3 separate regions of the Mus musculus genome follow, and regions 2 and 3 are each linked to region 1. A link is a contact called in public HiChIP or PLAC-seq data. All regions are on one chromosome and are shown on one strand. Each heading gives the region's core, a stretch centred on a gene start, on an enhancer-like site or on the middle of the called end of the contact. The rest is flanking DNA. Distances are from core to core; before and after follow the strand shown. Region 1 has its middle 22 kb from the start of Slc2a3. Region 2 holds the start of Lpcat3 (lysophosphatidylcholine acyltransferase 3). Region 3 holds the start of Grcc10 (gene rich cluster, C10 gene).

Evidence for each region. HiChIP or PLAC-seq counts read pairs in DNA pulled down with a chosen protein or histone mark.
Region 2: a contact with region 1 is called in an H3K27ac HiChIP or PLAC-seq map of embryonic stem cells, with 4 times the contacts expected there. The contact joins the promoter of Lpcat3 here to the enhancer-like site in region 1. A contact is called at or near these places in 3 of 39 promoter capture datasets (the 3T3-L1 cell line, hippocampal neurons and stem cell-derived epiblast-like cells), 1 of 484 Hi-C or Micro-C datasets (embryonic stem cells) and 5 of 115 datasets of contacts at active chromatin or transcription factors (embryonic forebrain, embryonic stem cells and extraembryonic endoderm stem cells).
Region 3: an H3K27ac HiChIP or PLAC-seq map of embryonic stem cells shows a contact between it and region 1, with 4 times the contacts expected there. The contact joins the promoter of Grcc10 here to the enhancer-like site in region 1. A contact is called at or near these places in 2 of 39 promoter capture datasets (embryonic stem cells and pre-B cells) and 7 of 115 datasets of contacts at active chromatin or transcription factors (astrocytes, embryonic stem cells, extraembryonic endoderm stem cells and 2 more).

Annotation. Positions count from the first base shown.
Region 1 is chr6:122,762,677-122,765,983 of GRCm38.p6, reverse strand. It overlaps a transcript of Slc2a3 not described here. Among named protein-coding and RNA genes, the nearest start is that of Slc2a3, 22 kb to the right of the region's middle. RefSeq lists an enhancer at 1-1,955. Within about 2 kb of position 1,478, at least 236 of the 459 cell types and tissues checked have an H3K27ac peak or open chromatin away from gene starts, as enhancers often do. A contact at or near this core is called in embryonic forebrain, embryonic stem cells, extraembryonic endoderm stem cells and 3 more, where this site is marked.
Region 2 is chr6:124,661,700-124,665,131 of GRCm38.p6, reverse strand. It overlaps Lpcat3 (lysophosphatidylcholine acyltransferase 3), which reads right to left and starts at 2,028. Exons shown (of 13, transcript NM_145130.2): 1 at 1,773-2,028. The coding sequence starts at 1,923.
Region 3 is chr6:124,738,946-124,742,702 of GRCm38.p6, reverse strand. It overlaps Grcc10 (gene rich cluster, C10 gene), which reads left to right and starts at 1,634. Exons shown (of 3, transcript NM_013535.2): 1 at 1,634-1,783; 2 at 2,008-2,184; 3 at 3,290-3,520. The coding sequence starts at 1,732. The coding sequence ends at 3,441. Rnu7 (U7 small nuclear RNA) reads left to right here and starts at 1,417; the gene lies at 1,417-1,478. Atn1 (atrophin 1) reads left to right here. Exons shown (of 10, transcript NM_007881.4): 10 at 1-159.

The sequences.
Region 1 (3,307 bases), core at 229-2,728:
TTAACTCGTTCCCCATTTTAACTGTGTACGGTCCATAAGAAATACCTCCTATCTGCTAATATATGAAAAAGTAACTGAGAAAAATGTCACAGGAAGACATTTACATCTTAAACCTGGTTCTTTTTTTCCTTGTTCTAATTTTTCAAGGCAGGGTCTCAAGATGTAGCTTTGGATATCCTGCAATTCACCACATAGACCTAGTTGACCTCTAACTCACTGATCCTCCTGCCTCTTCTCCAGAGTGCTGGGATTAAATGTTTGTGTCAATCCGACCAGCTTCCTGATACATTTTAAAAGATATAAGGAAGCAAAATTGAAGGAAAATTGGATTTATGTACGACTTGTCCAAAACAGAGAATGATGCCTAGTTTTTCTCCGCCATTTCTGTAACAGGTGTAAATTTTACAGAAGTGATGAAACAAAGGCCAGGAAATAAGGGTATGATAAAGTTGTCAGATCCCTGTGAAATCTTTCCCGGTAGGCAAAGTGCCCCGTCCTAACCCCCACCCCACCCCCACCACCGTCCCTTAACCCTCCTCACCAGGGGATCTGCACCCCACCTCCACCCTCAAACGCTTGGGAGTCCTGGGGAAATTTTAATTCTTTGGTCCATTGTTTGAATAGGTTGATAGCTAAGGGGAGGAGCTGGTGTCTCTCCCAGATTATCTCCTCCTGCTGGGTCCGTTACAAAAGCCTACAGTCGCTCGAATGCCACCGAACAATGACCGGGTAACCTCAGTGAGAGCATGCTGCAGGAGAATGTTCTAAGAGTAAATTTGCACTCTGATGATTGCAGTGGGGTGGCACGGAGACAGGAGACTGCAGGCATCAAAAATTAGTCATCTACCCGAACAGCTGGAATGGGTGAACGCTTTTGCACGCGTAGTATATGTAAAGCTGACTGAAATAAAAAGAAGCAGGCAGCGTGGGAAACGTGAGCGACCTGGTGTGCTGCACGACGAAGCCGAATGGCCTGCGGCAAAATAGATGGACAGGTGGGGAGACTGCCGGGCGCAGGTGGGGCATTCGCCCTCGCCCTCGAGGCAGACTCTGGCGTAACCTGCTGCTCCACAGAGATGCCTCGGATTCCTGACAACTGCACTTTCTCAGCCCCATCCGGTGGGCGCTGGCCGACCCCGCCCGGCAGAAGGGACGTGCGTATTGGCACGGCGCCCGGCAGCCCCCGCGGTCCCTGAGTCGCTTGGATCTGCCTCCCCAGCTCGCTGACTCATTCGCGCATCCTGCAGTGTTCCGCTCCTTCCCTTGGTCCTCACGTTCCCTTGACGTTTTTGGTTGACTTGTCGGGAGGAGGCGGGGGTGGGGGTATTAAAAAGAAAGAAACGGACTGGGAAAGGCGGAGGGTGAATTTAGAAGTAAAAGGTAGGGTGGGCTGCAGACCACCAGGAAGAAGGAAAGGGTGGGCCTGGGAAGGATCAGATGTGTGTGAGCATGCGCAGAGCGTTGGGTCACCCTGCACCATCCGCAGCGAACTGCGCCACTGTGGCACGATCGACGACCGACGGAAAAGAACAGCCCTGCACATTAGGGCTATACATTTTGTGCTACTTGCTATTTAGGCGTGCGTCGGGGTCGAAATAAGCAGAAGAAAGTAGAAATAAGGGCTTTCTGGTGCCTGCCTCGCCGTCCTAACATCCGCCGTACTCTACCTTTCTCTGTGCCCCAAACCAAGGAAGCACGTGAACGCTGCTTGCATGCATTTAACCCTTAATGACATTTTAGGACTTTGGATAGACATGTTCTTCATAACACCAGTCGCGGGACATAATCTGATGTGTTGTAAATTGGCATTAGAAAATCTAAGCATGTTATCCTTTAAACACATCTTGAGCTGGGATGTTTAACCTAAGTGCTTCAGTCTCTGACCCTCACTTCTCCAGCCTGAAAAGGGAATATTACCCATGAGAAAATGAGGAACTCCCTGCTGAGTCTGTTGGCCTTGGCCCATGCTCAACAGTTATCTCCCTACATTGGTCTTTGGTTGGGTCTATGCAGACTGTTTGCTACCTTTTAAGCGCGCGCGCGGGGGGAAGGAGGTGTTCACAAAAAATGACTAAGGTGGGTGTAAAGAAAACCTAAGGACAATTCATCAACTAATCTTCAGCCACCTCTCCTCCAGTCCCAGTTTTTCCCTCACTAATGACATGGATGACAGCAGTATACTCAAAGTGACTTCCTCTCAGTGCTTACTCTCCAGTAAAATCTAAAGCTGCCTGCAGGCCCCGGGGGAACCTGGAAAACCAGCCTCTAGGCCCAGTGCCCTTAAGTAGGGCACTCTCACGGTGGCACTCCCGTGGATTCCTGTTACATGAAATGAAAGATATTGAGAGAGAGACTGAGACTGAGAAAGACTTTCCTGTTGAGTACGGTCGGTTGTCAGTCTTGGCTGGACCATTTTTTCATTCACAGGAAGTCCTCAGAGTTTCCCCGCTCAGAGGCATGTTCTTTGTCTCCAGCCTCTGCTACCACAGACAGTGCCTCCTTCCTTCTTCTGATCCCAGCCAATGACTGTGATCTCACAGCTTTAAGGTCCCATTTCATTTGCCTCATCTACAGTAAAACTCGGGAGTTGGTAACTTTTACTGCAAAGGGTCAGATTATGTAAGTGTTTTAGGGTTTGTGGACCACAGTGTCCCAAGAGCCTTGTTGCCTCACTGGCCTCTCTCTGTGGCCTCTCCATCTCCTCTGACCTGAGAGGCTCTCCAAACAGCCTGGGAATAGGGCCCTCACTGAGTACCAGGGGGGTGGCTCCTTTCCTGGAACTCGGTATCAGCTGTTTATCTGCAGCCTCCAGATCCCTAGCCTTGGAAGATGCTTCCTGTGGGAGTGGGAGGGGTCTAGAGAGGGTAATAGTGAGTGAGCATGACCAAACTACGTTATATACACAGATAATGTCACGGTGAGAGAGACCTGGATAGCTGATAACTACGAGTGTTCAAATGTGACTTCAGCGCTGAGGTGGAAATGGGCCACAGAGACCTCTTTTCTCCATGTGCTCTGGTCCTGGTGTTTTTGGGTTTTTTTGTTGTTTGTTTGTTTGTTTGTTGGGTTTTGTTTTGGCTTTTCGAGACAGGGTTTCTCTGTATAACCCTCCCTGTCCTGGAACTCACTTTGTAGACCAGGCTGGCCTCAAACTCAGAAATCCACCTGCCTCTGGGATTAAAGGCGTGTGCCACCACTCCCGGCTTGGTCCTGGTGTTTTATTACAGCACAAACAACCCTAGCTAAAACAGGTCTCTCCTGCTGTGATGTGTTGTTGTCTGTTAGTAAATAGAACTCATTAAACTGG
Region 2 (3,432 bases), core at 779-3,278, 1.9 Mb before region 1:
TTGAGTGACACTGTATTGAGCCAGCCACGGAACCTAAGGTCCCTCCACCTCTAAAATCTTAGGATCCCACCAAGGAAGAGCAAAACTTTTATCAGAGCAAAGGAAGATCACCTTGGTATGATATGAAATAACAATGGTTTTAGCCAAGGTTGTTTCAGTATGGATTAAAGTTCCAGTCATCCTGTAGATTGGATCCACACCCTCTGGTGATTATGTGTCCATGTCTCAGCTGACTCCAGGATAACTTCCACATTTCTTTCTCGAATTTAAACTCTTCCCAGCCCAATTGTCTCCAACTTTTTTTTTCTTTTATTTATTCTTCTCAGCCCAATTGTCTCAAACTTTTTCCATTTATTTATTTATTTATTTATTTATTTATTTATTTATTTATTTATTATATGTAAGTACGCTCCAGAAGAGGGTGTCAGATCTCATCACAGATGATTGTGAGCCACCATGTGGTTGCTGGAATTTGAACTCAGGACCTTCAGAAGAGTAGTCAGTGCTCTTACCTGCTGAGCCATCTCTCCAGTCCTCCCCCCCCCCTTTTTAAAAATAGGGTCTCAAACCATTAGCCCAGGCTCAAACTCACAGTTCTCTTGCCTTAGTCCCAGGGCACTGAGCCGCAAAGGCATAAGTCACCACACCCAATTTATCTCAAACTTCCTACAGTTAACCCTCTACTTACGCCTCTCTCAGGTTAAAGTTATGCAGCCTTCCCCAAAAGTTCCAAGGACTTAAAAACCTACTGAATCGAGTCTCTGATCACTGATCTTGACCTAAGAATTCTTACCGGACTTTACAGCGATCCAATGCTAAGCACGGCTGTCTTCATCTCATAAGAGAATTAGATGCGGAGCAGTTAAATGGCTTGCCTGGGGGGTCTTACCGTTTGTGAGTAGCGACAAGAGTGGTTGCTACTCACAAACGGTAAAGAGTGGGACTCCTTTAACTTCAAAGTCCACACTTTTTCCATCATACCACGTTACCTCATGTATTAAAAAACCTCGAAGAGTGCGGTTTTTAAAAGACTATAAAATATATATATAATATATAACACAGCTTGTTGCGACATAAATTCAGGTACATCACATCCTTTGAACCATATGAATAATAGTCCCTTGGAACAAGCATGGAGTTTTTAAGGTTGTTAATAGTGCTGTTTCCCAAGCCCAGTGTAAGAATGTATTCCAGAGTAAATGACAGGTGGGCGGCTAAGGGGGAAAGCAATATGGTACAAGAAAATACTAGAAAGTGGACAGAAAAGAGATGAAAGTACACTATACGTTGGCAATACACAAAATAGACCGAGAAGACATAGTATGAAATAATCGGGCAGAGGAGGCCCGTAGGGCTAAAATATCTTAAGTTCGAGGGCCTATGCCTCTCGTAAGGAGAGCGCATGATGGGAGCTGTTAATAACAAATAAGTAGTACTCATGGCCACAGTCGAACTCTTGAGAGCCACAGACAGACATAGGTCGCAAGGGCACAGTCCGGCATATCGATGACAAGGCGGGAGGTGACTGAGGAGCCAAAGGGCACAGTATGGGCCAAAGAAAATGGGAAGAGGTTCAGAGGGTACGGGCCCCCAGACTTGAGACCAGACTTGTCTTCCCTTCGATAGCTGGCTGGTGTGCTTGATGACCCGCACCCCCAAGCCCTCCTGGGTCCCAGGTTCGGGGCAGACAGACAGGTCCTGTCCCCAGACCCCATTCTGCCCATTTCCTTGGGACTCCACGAGGGGGCAGAGGCAGGCAGGAGGGTCCTTACCCAGGAAGATGGAGAAGATGAGCCGCAGCGCCTGTTCCGACGCGCCCAGAGACGTCGCCAACTTGTTAAGGCTCAGATCCTCGACACCCGGCCACAGCCCCCGCATCTGCTCCAGCGTCTCTCCCATGTCCCCGTCCGCTGTAGACGCCATCTTAACTGCGGGCGCCCCCCGGGGACCCCCAGCTCCGCGCCCCGAATGTGGGCAGAACGCGGTGGCTTCACCCCCAATTCCGGCCGGGGGCCCGCCCACGGCGTGCGCATTGGCTGCGGGCCCGCCCAGAGCCTCTAGACCCACCCGATTATTGGTCGAGCCAGCCGGGGGCGGGGCCGAGCGCAGCAAGGTAGGAAGAGGGCGGGGCCGAGCGTTTGTAAGGCAAAGGTGACTCCCGTGAGGAAGGGAAACGGGCCGGGCCGGCGGGGCGGGGCGGGGCTTGCGATCGCGACCCAGCTGCTATTGGAGCAGGCGGGAGCGCGAGGCGAGGTGACAGTACAACTCGGTCCGGACGGCTCCGGGCAGGAGTGGGTCGGACGGGTGTCCGGCCGGCTTGCTCGCTGCCTTCCCATTGGTTGAGACAGGAGCAGGCGAGAGTCGGGGCGGGGGGGGGGCGGGGGGGGGCGGGGGCGTCACCAGACCGCGAGGTTACTCTCGGTCGCCGGCGCTGGGGTTACTGGGGCATGTAACGGAGCGGAGCGAATGTCTGCTGTCACCCCACGAGCGCCCCCTAACGGTGTCTCCTCGGGGGCGGGGGAGGGGGGGAGAGCGAGGGTCCTGCATTCCCAGCCCTTTCCTGAAGGCTCTGGGGGAGCCCAGGGGCCCAAGAACACCCTTTAATGCTACGTAGCTCTTCCCGATGCAGGTCCTTTTCGGTTGTTCAAGTACTGGGACTCGAACCGGTGCCGCGTGCACGCTCTCCTGCCGGAGCTACAACCCTAGTCCTTATGCAGAGTTCCCTTTCTATAGTAAAACGGACCTTCTCTCCGGAGGCAATGAAATTAGGATCTGCCTATTTATATTAAAAAGAGCCTACTTAACACTTGCCGCTTTAATTAACAGTTAGGCTAGTTTTGTCACGGCTTAAGTAATGTATGTTCCTGATGAAAGTTCAAGCACTAGAGGCATGAAGCAAAATAGGAGCCCTTTCCTCCTATGCAGTGTCACTTCCCACTGATTGACCCCAGGGAAAGTGACAGTGTATGGGGTGTGTAACAAAGGGGTTCACAAGTTCTTGTCCTAAAAAGTTCAGCTATGGCTTACACTTCCATGGCATTTTATACTTTTTTCCAGCCCCCCCCCCCCCTTTTTTTTTTTACTGGGAAATTGAACGTAGGCTTTACGTGTGCTAAGGAAGCATTGGACCACTGAGCTATGTCTCCTGCCTTTTCATATGTCCTTTTATTTATACTTAAAGGCATTTTTTTTTACATTTATTTGTGTATATATTGGGGTATGTTGGAGGAAGGGCTAGTTTTTGCCACAGAACACACATGAAGGCCAGAAGACAACTTTCAGGAGACTGCTCTGTCTTTTGCCATGTGGATTTTGACGATTGAACTCAGTGCTGGCAAGTGCTGTAACGCGCTGAGCTATCTCTCTGGCTCGCAATTATTTTAATTAATTAAATTTTAATTTAAAATGCTTTATTTTTAATAATAGGGTTGT
Region 3 (3,757 bases), core at 385-2,884, 2.0 Mb before region 1:
CCCGCCCCATCCCTGTGTGTGCACCCCCTCCCTCGGCGATATGTGCCCTTACCCGTCCCACATTAATAATTTATATATATAAATATCTATATGATGCTCTTTAAAAAACATCCTGACCAAAACCAACCAAACAAAAACATCCTCACAGTTCCCCAGGAATATGTCTGTGACGTGTTTTTTATTTGGGGGAGGGTGGTTGCAGTGGGTAGGGTGTTGGGGTGGGTAGGGAGAGAGGTCTGGTTGTTGTAGGGGAAGTGGGAAGGGATGAATGGGGTTTTCTTATGGAAACTTAGGAGTTGGACAAGGCTCTTTTTTATTACTCATTTATTTTACAAGAGTCTTCATGCATACCAGAAGAGAATATCAAATCCCATTACAGATGGTTGTGAGCCACCAAGTGGTTGCTGGGAATTGAACTCAGGACACCTGGAAGAGCAGTCTGTGCTCTTAACCCCCTGAGCCATCTCTTTAACCTGACAAGGCTCTTCTTGATCTTGGATGCTCAGCTATACTTATGGGGTGCCCTGTCCTAGACCTTTAGATTGGGGAGTTCAGGCTCCTGAGGCCGTTCAGAGCAAGAATAGGCGCACAGCAAGCATAAGCAAATCTAAGACCTACTCAGCCCTTGGAAGTACATCACTGACATAATGTGCCACCAGAGTGCTCCAGAGACAGTTTCAGAGATCTGAATCCCTTCTCAGCATAGTTTATGATTTGAAACAGTTAAAGGTGTATAACATGGAGGCCAATAAGATTAGTATTTGTAAAAGATTTACTAATAGTTAGGTGTATGAGCTCATGTCTGCGCTTATGAATGCAAGGCCTCAAAAGAGACCAGAAGCTGTTGGGTCCCTGTAGCTTGGAGTTAGGGCAGTTAGGAATTGCCAAGCAGGGTGAGCCATCTTTGCAACCCCTCTATTTTTAATGAAGCAGGGCCATGGAGCCCAAGCTGGCCTTGAACTTCTCAGCTTTTGTGCTGGTATCACAGAAATGTGGCGCTATGCCCGGTCGGGCCTGATGTTCCAGAGTCTTTGCAGTGTGGGGAACTTGTAAGGATGAGACTACAAGACATCGGGCCACATCGCCTGCCACTACTTAAGTCCGATTCACTTCGGCTTTAGCTCCAAGCCTTTAATCTCGCGAAGCTCTTTTTTTTTTTTTAACAACATAGGAGCTGTGATTGGCTGTTTTCAGCCAATCAGCACTGACTCATTTGCATAGCCTTTACAAGCGGTCACAAACTCAAGAAACGAGCGGTTTTAATAGTCTTTTAGAATATTGTTTATCGAACCGAATAAGGAACTGTGCTTTGTGATTCACATATCAGTGGAGGGGTGTGGAAATGGCACCTTGATCTCACCCTCATCGAAAGTGGAGTTGATGTCCTTCCCTGGCTCGCTACAGACGCACTTCCGCAAGTGTTACAGCTCTTTTAGAATTTGTCTAGCAGGTTTTCTGACTTCGGTCGGAAAACCCCTCCCAATTTCACTGGTCTACAATGAAAGCAAAACAGTTCTCTTCCCCGCTCCCCGGTGTGTGAGAGGGGCTTTGATCCTTCTCTGGTTTCCTAGGAAACGCGTATGTGCTAGAGCCACGCTCTGAGACTTCCGCCTCGTGCGGTCCCGCTTCCTTTCTGCCTCCTCTGGCCTGCATCCGTGGGGGAGGTGGCTGGCTGCAGGGTTCTCCGGATCTCTTCTGTGTTCCCACTACTCAAGCACCGAGTGGCGTTCTATGGCGTCCGCCTCGGCTCAGCCCGCGGCCCTGAGCGCGGAGCAGGCCAAGGGTGAGGAAAGAGCCTAGTCTGGGTGTGGGCCGTCTTCTGGGGGGAGGGCGCGATACTATTCTTTGCCTCTCCAAGTGGGGCCCTTGCCCATTAGGGCGAAGGGTTGGGAGGACAAGCTTATCGGGTTGCTTGCAGGCCTCGGCCCACTAATTCCCTGCCTCTTCCCTCCTCTGGGCTCGCCCGCCGTCCTCCGCGGACCTCTCTGGGATGCTTCCGTCTCGCAGTGGTCCTGGCGGAGGTGATTCAAGCGTTCTCGGCCCCAGAGAATGCCGTGCGCATGGACGAGGCTAGAGACAATGCGTGCAACGATATGGGCAAGATGCTGCAATTTGTGCTGCCCGTAGCCACACAGATCCAACAAGAGGTTATTAAAGCCTATGGCTTCAGCTGCGACGGGGAAGGTGGGTCCCACAGGGCTTGGCAAAGGAATGGACTGGGGGTGGGACGCATGATGATGCCCCCCCCCCCCCCCGATCGATCTTTTTCTCGCCACAGGGCGGCAGTCACATCAAACATTGCCACTCACAGTTCAGGGACTAGACTTAAGCCCCGCCTGAAAAGTTATGGCTCTTGAAGCCAGGCATGGCCACAGTGGCCTTTCATCCCAGCATTTGAGAAGCAGAGGCAGGCAGGTCTCTGAGTTCAAGGCCAGCCTGGTATGTAGGGTGAGGAGTTCCAGGGTAGCCATGGCTATACAAAGAAAACCCTGTCTTGAAAAAACAAAAACCCACCAAACAAAAGTTCTGGCTCTAGAGTCCAAAGCCCTACATAGGCAAGTGTTTCTCCATGGCCCTCGAACTTCCCAGCTCTCCCCGAGTCAGGATCGCAGTAAGTTGCCCAGAATGGCCTTGAACCAGAGACCCACCTTTCTCAGCCTTTTGAGTAAGTGACAGGCTTGAGTCACTGGGCCCAGCTCTAACCTGAACTCTCTCGTGTACCTGAACTCTTTCTTGTCTGCCTTTTGGCTAATAGGTTTGGTGTGGCAGGTTGAGCCCTCTCTTCCCAAGGACAGTTGTTTATTAATTTTGTGTTTGTTTGTTTGTTTGTTTGTTTGTTAGCTAGCCAGGACTACCAGGGAGTCTCTTTCAAATCAGGCTGCTTGAGGCTAAGCTGCTGAACGTGGTTCACCCGAGACTGAAAACATAATGCTTTTTAATTTTTTGTTTGTTTGTTTGAGACAGGGTTTCTCTGTGTAGCCCTGGCTATCTTGGAACTCAATCTGTAGACCAGGCAGGCCTCGAACTCAAGAGACCCACCTACCTCTGCCTCCCGAGTGCTGGGATTAAGGGCAGGCCCAGCTGTTTTAGGGCTTTTTTATATTGCATCCAGTTGTGCCTAGTGAAAACCGGGGCGGGGTTGGTTGAAGCCATGCAGGACATGGGGGTGAATTGTCCTCTATTGCAGATGGCTGCCTGACGAAAGGAGATCTTCTGCTCTAGGGAGCCCCCTTGGCTGCCTCCACACACTGGTCCCCAGCAGTGTGGCTTGACTTGCTTCTGATTGCAGGTGTCCTTAAGTTTGCCCGCCTGGTCAAGTCTTATGAAGCCCAGGATCCCGAGATTGCCAGCCTGTCAGGCAAGCTGAAGGCCCTGTTCCTGCCACCCATGACACTGCCGCCCCATGGGCCTGCTTCTGGAAGCAGTGTGGCAGCCTCCTGAGATTGGTTCTCGTATGTGTGCTGCTGCTGTGGAGGCGGCCCTTGTGTTCCAGAGGATAATAAATGTACTTGTGACTAAACCTTTGTGTCAGTCATTTGTAGTCCTGATTACCCCCTCTTGTTGCCACCCAGCCGCCTCTAGCCTTTCCCCTCCTTTAGACCCTTTCTATCCTCTTCGCTGGGACCAACCCTGCTCTCATGAGACCTAGGGTGTGGGAGGCTAAGATGGGCCTCTTGGTACCCTGGGAGGTTTGCTCACAAAGGTGGCACCTCCTAGAGCAGCGGGCCCAGGCTCTTCTTTGGGCTCTCTGCTTTCC